Linked DNA regions of Mus musculus: region 2 is linked to region 1. Evidence: chromatin contacts called from public HiChIP or PLAC-seq data. All regions are on one chromosome and are shown on one strand. The core of a region is the stretch at or near the end of the contact, and the rest is flanking DNA. Distances in the headings are between cores, read along the strand shown.

The links. HiChIP or PLAC-seq counts read pairs in DNA pulled down with a chosen protein or histone mark.
Region 2: a contact with region 1 is called in an H3K27ac HiChIP or PLAC-seq map of extraembryonic endoderm stem cells. The contact joins two enhancer-like sites. A contact is called at or near these places in 1 of 484 Hi-C or Micro-C datasets (the F1.1 cell line), 5 of 115 datasets of contacts at active chromatin or transcription factors (embryonic stem cells, extraembryonic endoderm stem cells, large pre-B cells and 2 more) and 2 of 9 other capture datasets (adipose tissue and liver).

What each region holds. Positions count from the first base shown.
Region 1 is chr8:27,058,217-27,064,891 of GRCm38.p6, reverse strand. No RefSeq gene overlaps it. Among named protein-coding and RNA genes, the nearest start is that of Plpbp, 19 kb to the right of the region's middle. Within about 2 kb of position 2,796, at least 32 of the 459 cell types and tissues checked have an H3K27ac peak or open chromatin away from gene starts, as enhancers often do. A contact at or near this core is called in extraembryonic endoderm stem cells, where this site is marked.
Region 2 is chr8:27,158,780-27,165,634 of GRCm38.p6, reverse strand. The region is part of intron 1 of Rab11fip1 (RAB11 family interacting protein 1 (class I)); the gene reads left to right. Among named protein-coding and RNA genes, the nearest start is that of Rab11fip1, 12 kb to the left of the region's middle. Within about 2 kb of position 5,289, at least 135 of the 459 cell types and tissues checked have an H3K27ac peak or open chromatin away from gene starts, as enhancers often do. A contact at or near this core is called in extraembryonic endoderm stem cells, where this site is marked.

The DNA.
Region 1 (6,675 bases), core at 1,547-4,046:
AGCCATTCCTTGAGAGCATCTAAGTAGTGAATAATTGCTGGTTAGGACTCCAATTGCTGTGATAAAACCTGGGGAAGAAAGGGTTTATTTCCTCTTACACTTCCAGGTAACTGTCCATCAGTGAGGAAGTCAAGAACCTGCAGGCAGAAACTGATGCAGAGACTATGGGAAAGTGGGGTCCCCATGACTTTTTCAGCCTGCTTTCTGATTCTACCTGGGACCAACTGCCCAGGAGTGGCACCCCCCAACCCCTTCAATGGACTGAGCCATCACATACCAATTGCCAATTAAGAAAATACCCCACAGGCTTGTCAATCGTACAAGGTCTTTTCTCAGCTGGTCCCTCTTTTCAGCTAACTCCAACCTGTGTTAGATTGACAAGAACTGACTGGCACACTGCAAAAGATTGGTTGAGCTGCCTGTCAGTCTGGTCAAGGAACTCTGGGTTTACAGTTTTCATGAGTTGTCACTCATGCTGGGGTAGGGTTTTTTAGGGTGATACGGGTGCCCACCCTTCCCCAGTAAACTCATTGGTTCATCAAGTTAGACTTGTAATGAACTGTTGACATCCTATCTGGGGTAATTGGAGATTTGTTCAGTCCTGCTAGGAAAAGTCACACAACAGAGGAGAAAGCTGTAGGCTTTATCTCAAGACGGGGAGGTTGGGGGGAAAACATAACAAGCTCACAGTGTCTGGGGGTGTCCTGGGATGGGGGCCCATGTTGGCTGGGACGAGTGAGGAGTAGATATGTATTTGTGATGTGTACCTCAAGTCGAGGTTGATGCGAATCTGAAAAGCCTGGCTGGTGCTAAACCTGCTTCCGGTTACCAGCACCAGATATGACTGGAACTAGTGTAGAAGAACTTAAGAGTTGAAGGCAAAGGTCCTGCTCCATTCTGCTCCCGACATTTTGAACTGCTCCTGCCTTTCCTTCTCTGCTCTTTGTTGAAATAGACACTAAAGGGACGAGGGTTGGTGCCCTGGAGATCCAGATACCAGTTTTAGCTTCTTTTCTTTTCTTTTTTTCTTTTTTCTTTCTTTGGTTTTTCGAGACAGGGTTTCTCTGTATAGCCCTGGCTGTCCTGGAACTCACTCTGTAGACCAGGCTGGCCTCGAACTCAGAAATCCACCTGCCTCTGCCTCCAGAGTGCTGGGATTGAAGGCCTGTGCCACCACGCCCGGCTCTTTTCTATTGCTGTGATGAAACACCATGACTCAAAAGCAAGTTGGAGAGGAAAGGGTTTTATTTGGCTTACATTTCCACCTCATGGTTCATCACTGAAGGAAGTCAGGACAGGAACTCAAACAGGGCAGGAAACCTGGAGGCAGGGCTGATGCAGAGGTCATGGAGAGGAGCGGCTTACCTGCTTGTTCCTCGTGGCTTGCTCAGCCTTCTCTCTCTGTCTCTCTCTCCTCTCTCTCTTTTCTCTCTCTCTTATTTTCTTTCTTTGTTATTTTTTCTCTCTCTCATTTTCTTTTTTTAAAAAGATTTATTTATTTATTATATGAAAGTACACTGTAGCTGTTTTCAGACACACCAGAAGAGGGCGTCAGATCTCATTACGGGTGGTTGTGAGCTACCATGTGGTTGCTGAGATTTGAACTCAGGACCTTCAGAAGAACAGTCAGTGTTCTTAACTGCTGAGCCATCTCTCCGGCCCTCTTTCTCATTTTCTTTCTCTTTCTTTTTGTTCTTCCTTTTCTTTCTTTCTTCCTCCCTCCCTCCCTCCTCTCTCTCTCTCTTTTCTCTCTCTCTGACTCTCTGTCTCTCTCTCCTCTCTCTCTTTTCTCTCTTTCTTATTCTTTCTTTCTTTTTTTCTTTCTTTCCTTCTTTCTTTCTGAAATAGGGTTTCTCTTTGTAGCCTTGACTGTCCAGGAGCTCACTCTGTAGACCATTAACCTTTCTTATGGAACACAGGACCACCAGTCCAGGGGTGGCACTACCCGAAATGGGATGGATCCTCCCATATCAACCACTAATTCAGAAAATGCCCTACAGGTTTGCTTATAGCTCCATCTTAAGGAAGCATTTTCTCAATTTAGGTTCCCTCCTCTCAGGTGACTTAAGCTTGCATCAAGTTCACATAAAACTAGCCAGGACACTGGTGGTGGTGGTGGTGGTGGTGTGTTTTCTAATCCAGCTTTCAAGTCTCAGCACCCCACCAGGCTACACCTCTCTCAAAGCTGGAGGTCCCTCCATCATGTGCAGACCAGTTTCCCCTGAGCCACTACAGCTGTTTGTCAACACCATGACCCAGTCAAGAGCCCAGAAAATTCTCATGCATGGGACTCAGACAAACACCTCCATTAATACACAGTCCGAGTTGGTTGGCAGCCTGGGAGTTTGGATTTTCAATTTGGTGTGAAGATTCGTGTCCGTGTGGAATCTATGACACTTCTCTTCCCAGCCATGAAAGGGAGGGTTTTAGTGTTTGCTGGAGCCTAGAATCCCATAACGTGTTTCGTGCCAGGGTGATTTTGCTGTTTATATGTCCCGGTTGGTGAGGCTTTTTGTTGAGTTTGTTTTGCAGTGCTGAGCACGGACAAATGCTTTATGCCGAACGAGTGCCCTGCCACTGAGCCACCCTGCCAGCCCCGTGTCCCAGGAGTTAGGTCTTTCTGCTTTAAGCTGGAAGGACCGAAGGGAAGGCTTGGATGCCCATATTTGGACAGCAGCTAAGCGGACTCAGAGACTTTTCATCCCCCAGCTGCCCCCCTGCCCTAGCTGGTTATGTCAGTGGTCATCCATGAGTGACCCACCCTGGGAGACTGTGCAGAATGTGGGGCTTTAGTTGCTTTCTCATTCTGCCTTACAGTGTCAGGTTTCACCGATGCAGGCAGGCGAGCAGGCAGGCAGCCGTATCCCCAGGGTTCTTTATCTTATCTTCCCATTCATGTTTGCCTTCTAGTTCTCTACGCAGACCCCGGCAGGCAGGACAAAGCTGCCGCCACCGAGGCAGTAGGTTGGGCACTGTCTTACCTTCCAATATGTGCAAGGAGCTGGTCACATGTCATCTTCACAGCAATGTCACCTTGCTTGGGACCTCAGCCTCTACTTAGAGATAAGGACACTAAGCCCCACTTGCCAGTAAGAATTTGGCCTAAGGTTATTTGATTGCCGTTCAGACTCAAACATATTGACACCAGTCTTCTTCTAGCAGTCATTGCAACTTGCGTCCGGGGCTGTGTTTGAACATGTGTGTATGTAGCTGTGTGCACACATGTGTATGTATGTATACGTGCATGTGTATCTGTGTATTTTTGATAGCATTTTATGTATGTGTGTGTGCATGTGTGTGTTCATGCATATGTACTTGTGGGTATATATGCTATGTGCTTATTTATGGCTACATATGTGTGTGTCTGTGTATGCACATATATCTGTGGCTGTAAACTATTATGTGTGTATGTGCTATAGTGTGCTTGTGGTTGCACGCATATGTGCATGATGGTATGGTTGTGTGTTTCTGAGCATGGACTGCGCATGCGTGTCCCACTTGGCAAGGCTGTCTTTTCTATTCCTGTAGCTCCTCTTGGAGTATGTTCTCTAACTTACTGGACAAAGTCCTTTTGATGGCTGGGCTCCTTAAAGTGAGCACAGTGAGAACCCTGTTCCCCTTTTCCCCACCCCCTGCCCCAGGCTCCGGGCCTCAACTTACAGGGCTAAATGGCCCACTGGCTGCCAAGGTGGCCTCGGGCCTCACAGGTGAGTGCTGGCATGCTACAGAGAGCAAACGCCAGCACAGAATACATACTTTGTCTCCACAATGAGACTGCCTATGGCTGGACATAAGGAGGCACACAGCAATCCTGGAAGGACACCAAGCAGGAAAGAATGGCTGTCTCCATAGACCAGCCATTTCCAGACCTCACAGACTTAGAACAGGAAGGAAGTCAGATGCAGGCAGAGTCATCCCCTATGACAAAGGGTTGCCCCCACCCGAATCCCAATCTGAGGCCCACATCCCAGTATGCCCAGCCCATAGTAGCAGTCCCATGGTGCTGGCCGTTTCCTGCCTCATTCAAAGGTGCTGATCAGAGCAGTGAAGCAATACCAGAGCCTTGTGTGTGCTATGGCCTCTCAGAGTGCGGCTGTCTCTAGTGAGCTGTGGAGAGGGGAAAGTCATGGGAACGGGAGAGAGAAGCAGATGGAGAGAGCAGGAGAGATGAAAAAAAGAGGAAGGAGAAGGAAGAAAAGGAGGAGGAGGAAGAGGAGGAGAAAAAAAGGAGGAAGGGTTAGGGAAAGGAGGAAGAGGGTGCTGGGTTTATCCAAGGACCCCAAAGTGGTGAGGCACTTTTCAGTTTCTTCCATGTGGGCAGTGTTTCCTATGATGTCTTAGGAAGCAAGATGGTGGCACAGGACTGGGAGGAGATGCAGCTAACAGTCTGGCGCTGCAGACCTGCACAGCAGCAGCACTTCTCGATACTCTGTGGCCCAGCAGGAACCTCCCTCCCTTGAACCTAGCCGATTCTAGTTGGGGGGCTGGGGGTGCAGTTGGCAGAGGCTGACTCCAATCTCTGGCTTTATCTTCCCGACACATTGAAACCATCAAGCGGAGGCCTGATGCAGAGGCCTCGATGTTGGGTAGTCTGGAGGAACACTGAGTTCATCCAAAGCAGCCGTGCCTCCTGCATTCCCCACTCAACGGGGAAGAGGGGCAGGGCTTCACGGTGCTCCAGTGGCAGGCCTTGCAAGCTATTGAGCTATTGTCTCTGAGATGTGTTGAGGCCAACGTCCCTTCGGACCCTCCCGCTTTACCCTCCTCTCCCAAAGGGAACTTCTGTTGCTGTTATTTGCAACAGTGAGTGGCTACTCCCCCCCCCCCCCCCCCCCAACCAAGCTATCCCATCAAAAGCAGCACCCTTCAGTGCTTTGAGTTCAGGAGAAGCCAAATCAAAAGCAAACCCTGAATTCCTCTTGCTCATGGCCAATAAAAACCTTGCTTCGGAGCGGAGCTGGCTTCCTTTGCTGAAATCAGATATCCTAGTAATAAACAAGTCCTAAAGGCAGGGGGAGAGCCTTGCTTCTTTCTACTGATTAGTTTTTCTTCCTTTAAAAGGGGCCTCTCCTATAACAGGATGCCTGCCCTAGAAACTCGAGCACAGAAGGTGGCCCAGCCTAGCCCTGCCCTGAGCTGCCCTGCCCTGTATCACCTCCCCCTGGCCAAGAACCTTCCCCCTGGGCTCCTATGGGTGGGATGGGCTCTGCTTTCCCTAATGCTACGCTGTTTAGCTAAAAGGCAAGACAAAGGGGCTTGGGGGAGAAGAGGCCTTAGCTGTCTGGGGAACTGGCAGTGGTTTCCAGGGAGAGCTGAGTTCTTGCCCTTTGGCTCCTGGTACTGTTGGAAAAGGGAAAGTGGAGTTATCACAGGTGGGGGCCCTAGAGGCCTGTGCCTGCCAGGTAATGTACTCTGTCACCGAGCTACAGTCTCAGCTCTCATGGGAATTTAACTGTTGAGTCCAGGCCCAGAGAAGGCATCAGAGCAGACAGCAGGGTAAAAAGACATGGTGATTTGCTTCCTGGGGGCAGCCTTGCCTTTGCTCCTTAGCTCTTTCTAGGCCCTTCTTCCTGCCCTGCCCAGTCTCTGGGCAGATACGTGTGTTAGCCAGCTGTGGAGAGTGCCCTCCCTTGATATGCAGACCTCTCTCATCTCCCAAATAGGTTTTTTGTTTGTTTTTGTTTTTTTGTTTTTTGTTTTTTGAGACAGGGTTTCTCTGTGTAACCCTGGCTGTCCTGGAATTCATCTTGTAGCCCAGGCTGGCCTCGAACTCAGAAATTCACCTGCCTCTGCCTCCCAAATGCTGGGATTAAAGGCGTGCACCACCGCCCGGCTCCAAATAGGTTTTTATGTGACTTTGCCGGCAGAAGATGTGCGCCGCTGCTGTTTGTTTGTTTGTTTGTTTGTTTTCCCTCCGACACTATCTCTCTCGGGAGAGTTTCTGGTCAAGAGAATTATGTTGAGGCTGCAGATTGCGAGAGAATCGCGCCTAATGGGGAACAGACGGACAAGACACCTTTCATGTCCAGCCAAGTTTCTTTCCCCTCCCCTCTCTCGCTCTCTTTTCTCATCTTCCCTTTTTGGCTTCAAAAATCGGGCCCGCTCTGTGCCTGTTTCTTTGGTACATCTGCTGAATAAGGTCACACGTTGATTTTATTTTGGAAATTGGCAGCTCAGTCGAGCTGAGCTCCGAGGCTGCAGAGCAGGGGCACTGTTGGATGTCGAAAGGGGCAACTCTAGCCTGCAACTGGCACTGGGGTAGCCTAGCTCATTAAGTGTTGAGGAGCACCTCCGTACCCAAATTGCGCCCTCTGCTGGCGCGGCATCTCCAGAGTCGCCCAAGCTTGGAGGAATTAATTAGATGGAAGGTGCTGCATCTCTGGTTCCTTCCACAGGCTCCTTCAGTTAACCCCGTGCAATACTCTATAGGGAAGAAAGTGCTGGTTCTGAGGCCCCTTGGGACGCTTAAGTCATTAAAGGAGAACTTAAGTCTAAGGGCCTTGTAAATGCCCGCTTAAGGGCTGGTGAAATGACTCAGTGGGAAGAAGTGTTTACTGAGCAAACACGATGACCTGAGTTTGACCCCTGGATCCGGTTGGAAGGAGGGTGCTGATTCTAGCAAGTTGTTCGCTGATTTCCATATGCACACCTGCGCTCAGGCACGCAAACACCTTG
Region 2 (6,855 bases), core at 4,040-6,539, 98 kb before region 1:
GGACCTAGCAACCGCTTACGTCGTCACCTGCTGCCTGGCAGGACCTTCAGGTGTGTGCAGCCGGATAAAAGGACCCCACCTCCGTTCTCTCTAGATAGATAGATAGATAGATAGATAGATCGATCGATCTCCCCTCGCTCACCCCATGTGTTCCTCTTTTCTGTCTTTCTCTATGCCCTATCCTCTTCTCTGCCCTCATGGCTCTGTTCCTGCCTGTCTGTCTGTCTACATGTCTACTTGTCTGTCTCTACTCCTTCTCTGGGTACTCACTCCCCTCCCTTCCTCCAAATAAGCCCTTTTATAACAGATCTGTTGCATGGTGTAATTTCTCCGAGGAACACCTTGGCATGGGCCCGCCAGGTACCTTCTCGCTGTGTTCATAACTATAAGGCATATGCCCTGTACTACAAATAAAATTGCCTGTGCGTTTGGATTCCAGCTAAGTACTAGTTATAGCTGCAGTTCATGGCAGGCCGTGTTCTAGAAACAGATCATCTGCACTTTATGAGCCCCTTCTGAAGCAGGTGCCCTCAGCCTTGTTTCAGAAGGGGAGCTGGAACCAGAGAAGAGTTAGACAAAGTTGCACAAGGTCTCTCAGCTCAAAACTACTAACTGCACAGGGGGAAAAGAACCCTAGAGGAAATGTATGAAACAGTAGTGGTTGGACTAGCATGGCTTGAGTCCACTTTTAAAGCATACTTGATTTTTCTTTTCCTTGTAACACGCCTTACTTTTGTTTGTGTGTGAGGGGGTGGCTTTGTTTTTGCTTTCGTTTATTTCTGAGACAGGATCTTGCCATGTAGCTCAGTCTGGCCTGAAACACTCAAATCCTCCTGCCTCAAGTCTAAGTGCTGGGAGTCCAAGTGATCTCCACCATGTCCTGGTGTCTTGATTACTGAAGACTACAGTACCGGGAACATTCTTTTACATTTCTTTGTTCCCCACCCTCTGCGCATGTGCGCACATATGCGTGCGTGTGTGCGTGTGCGTGCGTGCGTGTGTGTGTGTGTGTGTGTGTGTGTGTGTGTGTGTGTGTGTGTGTGTGTTTCACTACACATGTGAAGTTCAGAGGATAACTTGAGGTAGTTTGGTTCTTCCACCACGAGTCCCCAGGACCTAACTCTGGTCATCAGGGTTGGCCACAGTGACTTATCTGCTAACCACCTCAGCAGCCTCCAAATCATTCTCACCTGCCTTTCCTGTGGGTGTTTTGTTTTGTTTTGTTTTTCATGTCAAATACTGGCTCTTAGGACCAAGTTTGGTGTTTCCTAATGAATAGCCTTTTCAGTGCTACTAAGATGTTTTTGGAGCTGCGGCAGGTGCAGTCCGTCCACTGCTCTCAGGATGGGCCAGTTCCTCCAGCAGCTGTCAGTAGGCAGAAGGAAGGATTCAGGTGGAAGGCTAGCCAATGGGTAATTCTATAATCAAAGCTCGGCCCTGGTTGCCACCTACCCACCCCATTCCACAGCAGAACTGGCTAAACTGCATAGCTGCTGTGGAGGACACAGCGCCCGAGTGTTAGAGGACGTAAACATGTCTGTCCCTGCTACTCTGATCAGTTGCTGTGCTATTCAGGGCAGAAGTTTTCTTAAACCTCAGCGGCCTGGCCCACAGTGTGGCATTCTGCCCTATTTATAATCGCTGGGGAAGACAGCTCCTGAGCTGCTCCATGAAATGTCCCTATCTAGGAAAAGACTGTGCTCTGCTTTCAAACACCCTGGAGGGTGCCTTCCTCCCAGAGGAGCCATAGTCGGCTAGGTTCTGATGCTGGGTTTCTATGGGGATGATGCTGGCATGGGCCGCTGGAGGCTGTAATTGAGATTTGGCCCAAGAGAGAAGTGGGTAGCTGTGCTGACCCTGAAGTCTAAGCTAGACCTCGAGACCCTGAAATGAACACTGGCACATCTATAGAGTGGTGAAGCTGTGGTCTTCTTGACCTTCCCGTTTCTGGACCCTTCTGATGCTCAAAGTAGATGCTATATTTATGAGTTTAACGAGAGAGGTGGCTTTGTATCCCGTAGGGTCTTAAGTTAGTAGAGTCTTCGTGGTGAAATTTGTACTTTAGTGGGAGTGTCCTTTTATGTGGAATATTTTTACGTTCTTCACAGTGAGGAAGTTTCCAGCAGTTGTCTCAGTGTTTAAAGTTAGAAATTAGTGGCAAGACTAGCCTCTAGGCTCCGTGAGTCAAGGCACTTCCCGCCAAACCCTTCAGTACCCAGGAGTCACTCCGAACCAACCCCTACAAGGGGTGCTGACCATGGCATGGCTGCTCGCACACATACATGCACACCCACAAATAAATACATAGACAAACAAATAGAAAACAGGCAGCTGCTGTCCGAGAGCAACTAATGCTCTGTGATGTTTGGAGCTCAGGCTCCTCCCTGTCAGGAGGCAAGCCATGCCCCCCCACCCCCCCTTCACCACTCTTAACTACAGTGCAAAGAGTATAAATACGTTTGCATGGGATCTCCAAGACTGTGATTCTCTCAGTGTGGCTGCCTTGTGGAATGTGAACAGCATTTGCTCCAGCTGAAGAGTGACGTTTCTGAGGCGATCGTTCCTCGTAGCCCTTTGCCCACCTGCGTGAGTGAGGGAGGATCTGTTTTTCCTCATCTGTGGAGAAAGATCCTGTCCTCCTCCACACTCCCTAATCCACCCTCCTTTCTTCCTCCTCCCCATCCCCAAACAAGAAGAGAGGGTCCATCTCACTGTGTACCCAAGGCCAGTCTCCACACTCTCCCGTTTCTCTCTCCCAAGTGCTAGGGTTACAAATGTGATGATTGATCGCCTTAAGGCACCATCCGAAAATATGTAGGAGACATAAACAATGTTTTATGTATTTTTAGGTGTTAACATTATCTTGGAATCCTCACCACCCCTCCCAGGTCTCCCTCCCCCCCAAAGAACCCCTGCGTAAACGCCACAAGGTAGGTAGGTGATTTTTTCACTTATAGGAACACAGACTGTCAATTGGGAGAGAATGCAAAACTGGGCGTTGCTGCTAGGAGAATATGGGAAAGGGATGGCAGAAGTAAATGGACCAAGTTTCTTATTCTCTGCCACACTGTGTGACTGGGATTTTATCCTATTATTTTAAAATAGTATATATTAATCTTATTAATTATTAATATACTGTATTACATATTAATATATAACATATATTAAAATATCCTATTGTTTTAAAATATTATAGAAGGGCTAGACATATAGCCCAAGGGTGGAGATCTTGCCTTAGGTCTGATTCCTACACCACACACCCACACAGGTTACACACCAAACCCCAAAATGTTTCTGTGACCCCCCCGCCCCAATCAGTTTCTACAGGCTCAGAGGACCTTTTTAATTTCAAAGGACTAGATTTTAATTATAATAGTAAAATATAAATGTTAATTTTCTAAATATAATTACAAATTATAAAACATATATTATAAATGATATACTTTTAGGAGGGATCATTTGATTTTTTTTAAAGTTTTCTGATAGGTGGAGGACTTTTTTCATATCATGGGCTTAAAAAATAAACTCGCTGCATGAGATTATGGCTGTCTTACTGTACTCTGCCCTTTGGACAGAAAAAATGAACCCAGCCCTGATCCCAAGATAACGGGCCTGTTCTGGGCCTATGTGAAAGGTAACACATACGTTGCTACTTTATGCTGTGTGGTCATGCTGGGACAGATTGTTTATTAACTGCTTCTCCGGGACAGGAATTAAGTGAATTAAAAAACAGATTCAAGAAAAAAAAAAAAAAACCAACAACACTGAAAAAATGGAGTTGATTGTAATGTTGAAGCCCACAGCCATAATCCGATTTGGGATTCCAGAGGGCGAGTCACTCATGAATTTTGTTAACAGTTTTCAGGCTCAAAGCCTGGGCCCCTGGCAGATCAAAGGCTCGCCCACCAGCCCCAGTGTGCCTGCCTCTAAAGAGACCAGACATACTGAAAAACAGGAAAGGGGGTGTGTTCAACATGGCCACCGTGGGAAGAGGTCCAGCTCCCCGCCCCCTCCCCCTGTCTGATTTGAGGTGGGTTTAAGCACAGGGCAAATGGCATGCATCACTAAGCAAACCTGTCATCGTGAGACCCCACCCCCACCCCGCCATCCAACAGCATTGCCTAGCTCCAGTGTACCTTGTAAGATATGGTAAGTTGCCAGAACTGTGTGACAGTTTCCTCTTCTATCTAGCTGGCTCCGGCCTTTCCTCAGTGTGAGACTCCTGAGGACATTTTGTTTTTGTTTTTGTTTTTTCGAGACAGGGTTTCTCTGTGTAGCTCTGGCTGTCCTGGAACTCACTCTGTAGACCAGGCTGGCCTTGAACTCAGAAATCCGCCTGCCTCTGCCTCCCAGGTGCTGGGATTAAAGGCGTGCGCCACCACCGCCGCCGCTGCCCGCCCGGCTCCTGAGGACATTTTAATATTTGGGACACAGGTGTCTCTTTAGAATATCTTGTCTGACTATGAGAACATAGCCCACAAGATCAACTAGGTAGGGCTCCACGGGGGCTCACAGAGACTGTGACAGTCACAGACCCAGTGTGGGTCTGAGCTAAGCCCTCTGCATGTGTGTTATGACGTGGAGCTTGCTGTTCTTGTAAGTGGGGCTGTCTCTGACTCTTGCCTGCGCTTGAGATCTTTGTCCTCCTACCGGGTTGCCTCGTCTAGCCTGGATGTGAGGGCATGTGCCTCGTCTTATTGCAACTTGATATGCCCTGTTCAGTTGATATCCCTGGGAGGCCTGCTTTTTTTTTTTTCCCCCTTTAAGAGAAACAGGAGGAGTAGATCTAGGGGCGTGGGGGAGGACTAGAGGAGGAGGTAGAGAAACTGCATTCAGAATACTCTAGGTGGCATTTGCCAGGGAGCTCTCTACCTCTGATTGCAGGTCTTCTTATTCACACCCCCTGAAAGACCCCTCCTGGCAGAATTCGGGTCTGCTTAGGAAAACGAGCAGCAAGAACAGTTGGCGAGGTTTTTGCCGACATGTGGTGCTGCAGGTTTCCAAAGCCAGTCCAGCTCCAGTGCACGAGCAGCGGGGCAGCACAATCGGTGGGAAGCGTTCTGAGCGGAGCGGGCTCTAAGTTTGCTTAAGATAAGCACTTTGCCCCAGGAAACCTTTAGAGAAAGGCGAGCCCGGTCCCAGGAAGAGTCGGGTGGCATTTTCTGAAGGTCTTGAATGTGTTTGCATGCCTGACTGACTGACAGAAAGCCTGGTGGAGAAGCACCCGCCCCAGTACCCTTCTTCCTGACTGGCCCTGCCGCCTGTAGCCCCTGCTGTGGTCATCTGAGCTTCTCCTTTTCAGGTTTCTACAAGTGACATTACAAAAGCCCAAACACCTTTCATCACCAAGGCAACTGTGACTATCAGGGAAGAAAAACACAAATAATCCTCTCAACCTCTTGACAAATATGCAAAGTATTCCAGGCCCCTCCAGGCCCTGGAAAGATAGAGGCTGCCGGGAAGAGCTGATAAAAGACCTGCATCTTCCTGCAGTGGCTGTTCCTCTCCCACCCCTCCTTCCCAGCTGTGTCTCACAAACCATGAAAGATCTCTCTTTGCCGATCAGAGGCCGGCATCTCGCGTGACTTTGTTGGTCCTGGCTGCATCTCTTGATGCATTTCATGTTTTTTCCTGGCAGTTCTCTGTGCTGGATCTCCATTGGTCATCTTACAGATTATGGCTGGTGGCAAGCTATGGTGGCGAGCTATGCTGGCATTTCCCTCTCTCCTTTTATTGTGGGATGTTTAAATTGAAAGAGTCTGGGCTGGGCTTTCCGCTCTGTATTAGAGCACTTGTCTACCACCCATGAAGCCTTGCAGTTCGTCCCTAGCACCCCACCACCACCCACGCACGCACTCCTGTACGCACACATACCCACACAAAGTGGAGGGGAAAGCGGCTCAAACTCTGCCCAGAAAGAATTTGAAAGTGAATCAGGAGAATAAGCTTAAAGCAAGCCTTCTGGTCAAGGAGAATGGAGAGGGACTCAGAGAATGGAGAGGGACTCAGAGAATGGAGAATCCTTGCCAGGTCTGCAGCAGTGCTGGTGGCATTTTCTAAGCTTTGTTTCCCTCCCCTGTAAAGTGAATGCACTTCCCCGGCCATGCCATCCTGTGAGGTGCAAGTGTGGGAGGTGCAGGGCATGCTGGGAGTGCTGCTTGAGGGTTAGGGTTCTACTTTCCTGTGTGCAGACTGAGTCAAATAGCTGGGGGTTGGAGGGTAGAGAGGGTGGGGGAGGGATTGGCCTTTGCTGAGCTACAGTCAAAGGTGAGAGAGGAAGTTGTGCTCATTTGGACAAAACCATCATTTCCTTAAAGTCCAGGCTCTAAGCTTTTAAGTAGGTCACTGAAGAAAACAAAACAAAACAAAACAAAAAAACCCAGTAAGTTCTCCATTTGTGAGGTGGCCTGTGGGTGGCTCTCTGGAGGCCAGGTATTGGGAGTTGTTGTTCCTCAATGGCCTGCAGTGAATTAGGCTCCTAGTTCACTAGAGATCAGGTTTCCAGAAGGAAAATGAATGCCAAGGAGAATCCCCCTTCCTGAAGTTTGCAGTCAGGATATGTCTGGTACCCTGGCGTTTGAAGTAGTTTTGAAGTAGTTTTGCAGAGGGCCATGTAAAATGTTTAAATGATGTTTGCAATATTGTTTTATGATAGCTAAGTTAGAAGTGAATACTTTCCGGTCAGGCTTTCATTACTTCAAACGGTTATAAAGTACAATCATGGGCTGGTGAGATGGCTCAGTGGGTAAGAGCACCCGACTGCTCTTTCGAAGGTCCAGAGTTCAAATCCCAGCAACCACATGGTGGCTCACAACCATCCCTAACGAGATCTGACTCCCTCTTCTGGAGTGTCTG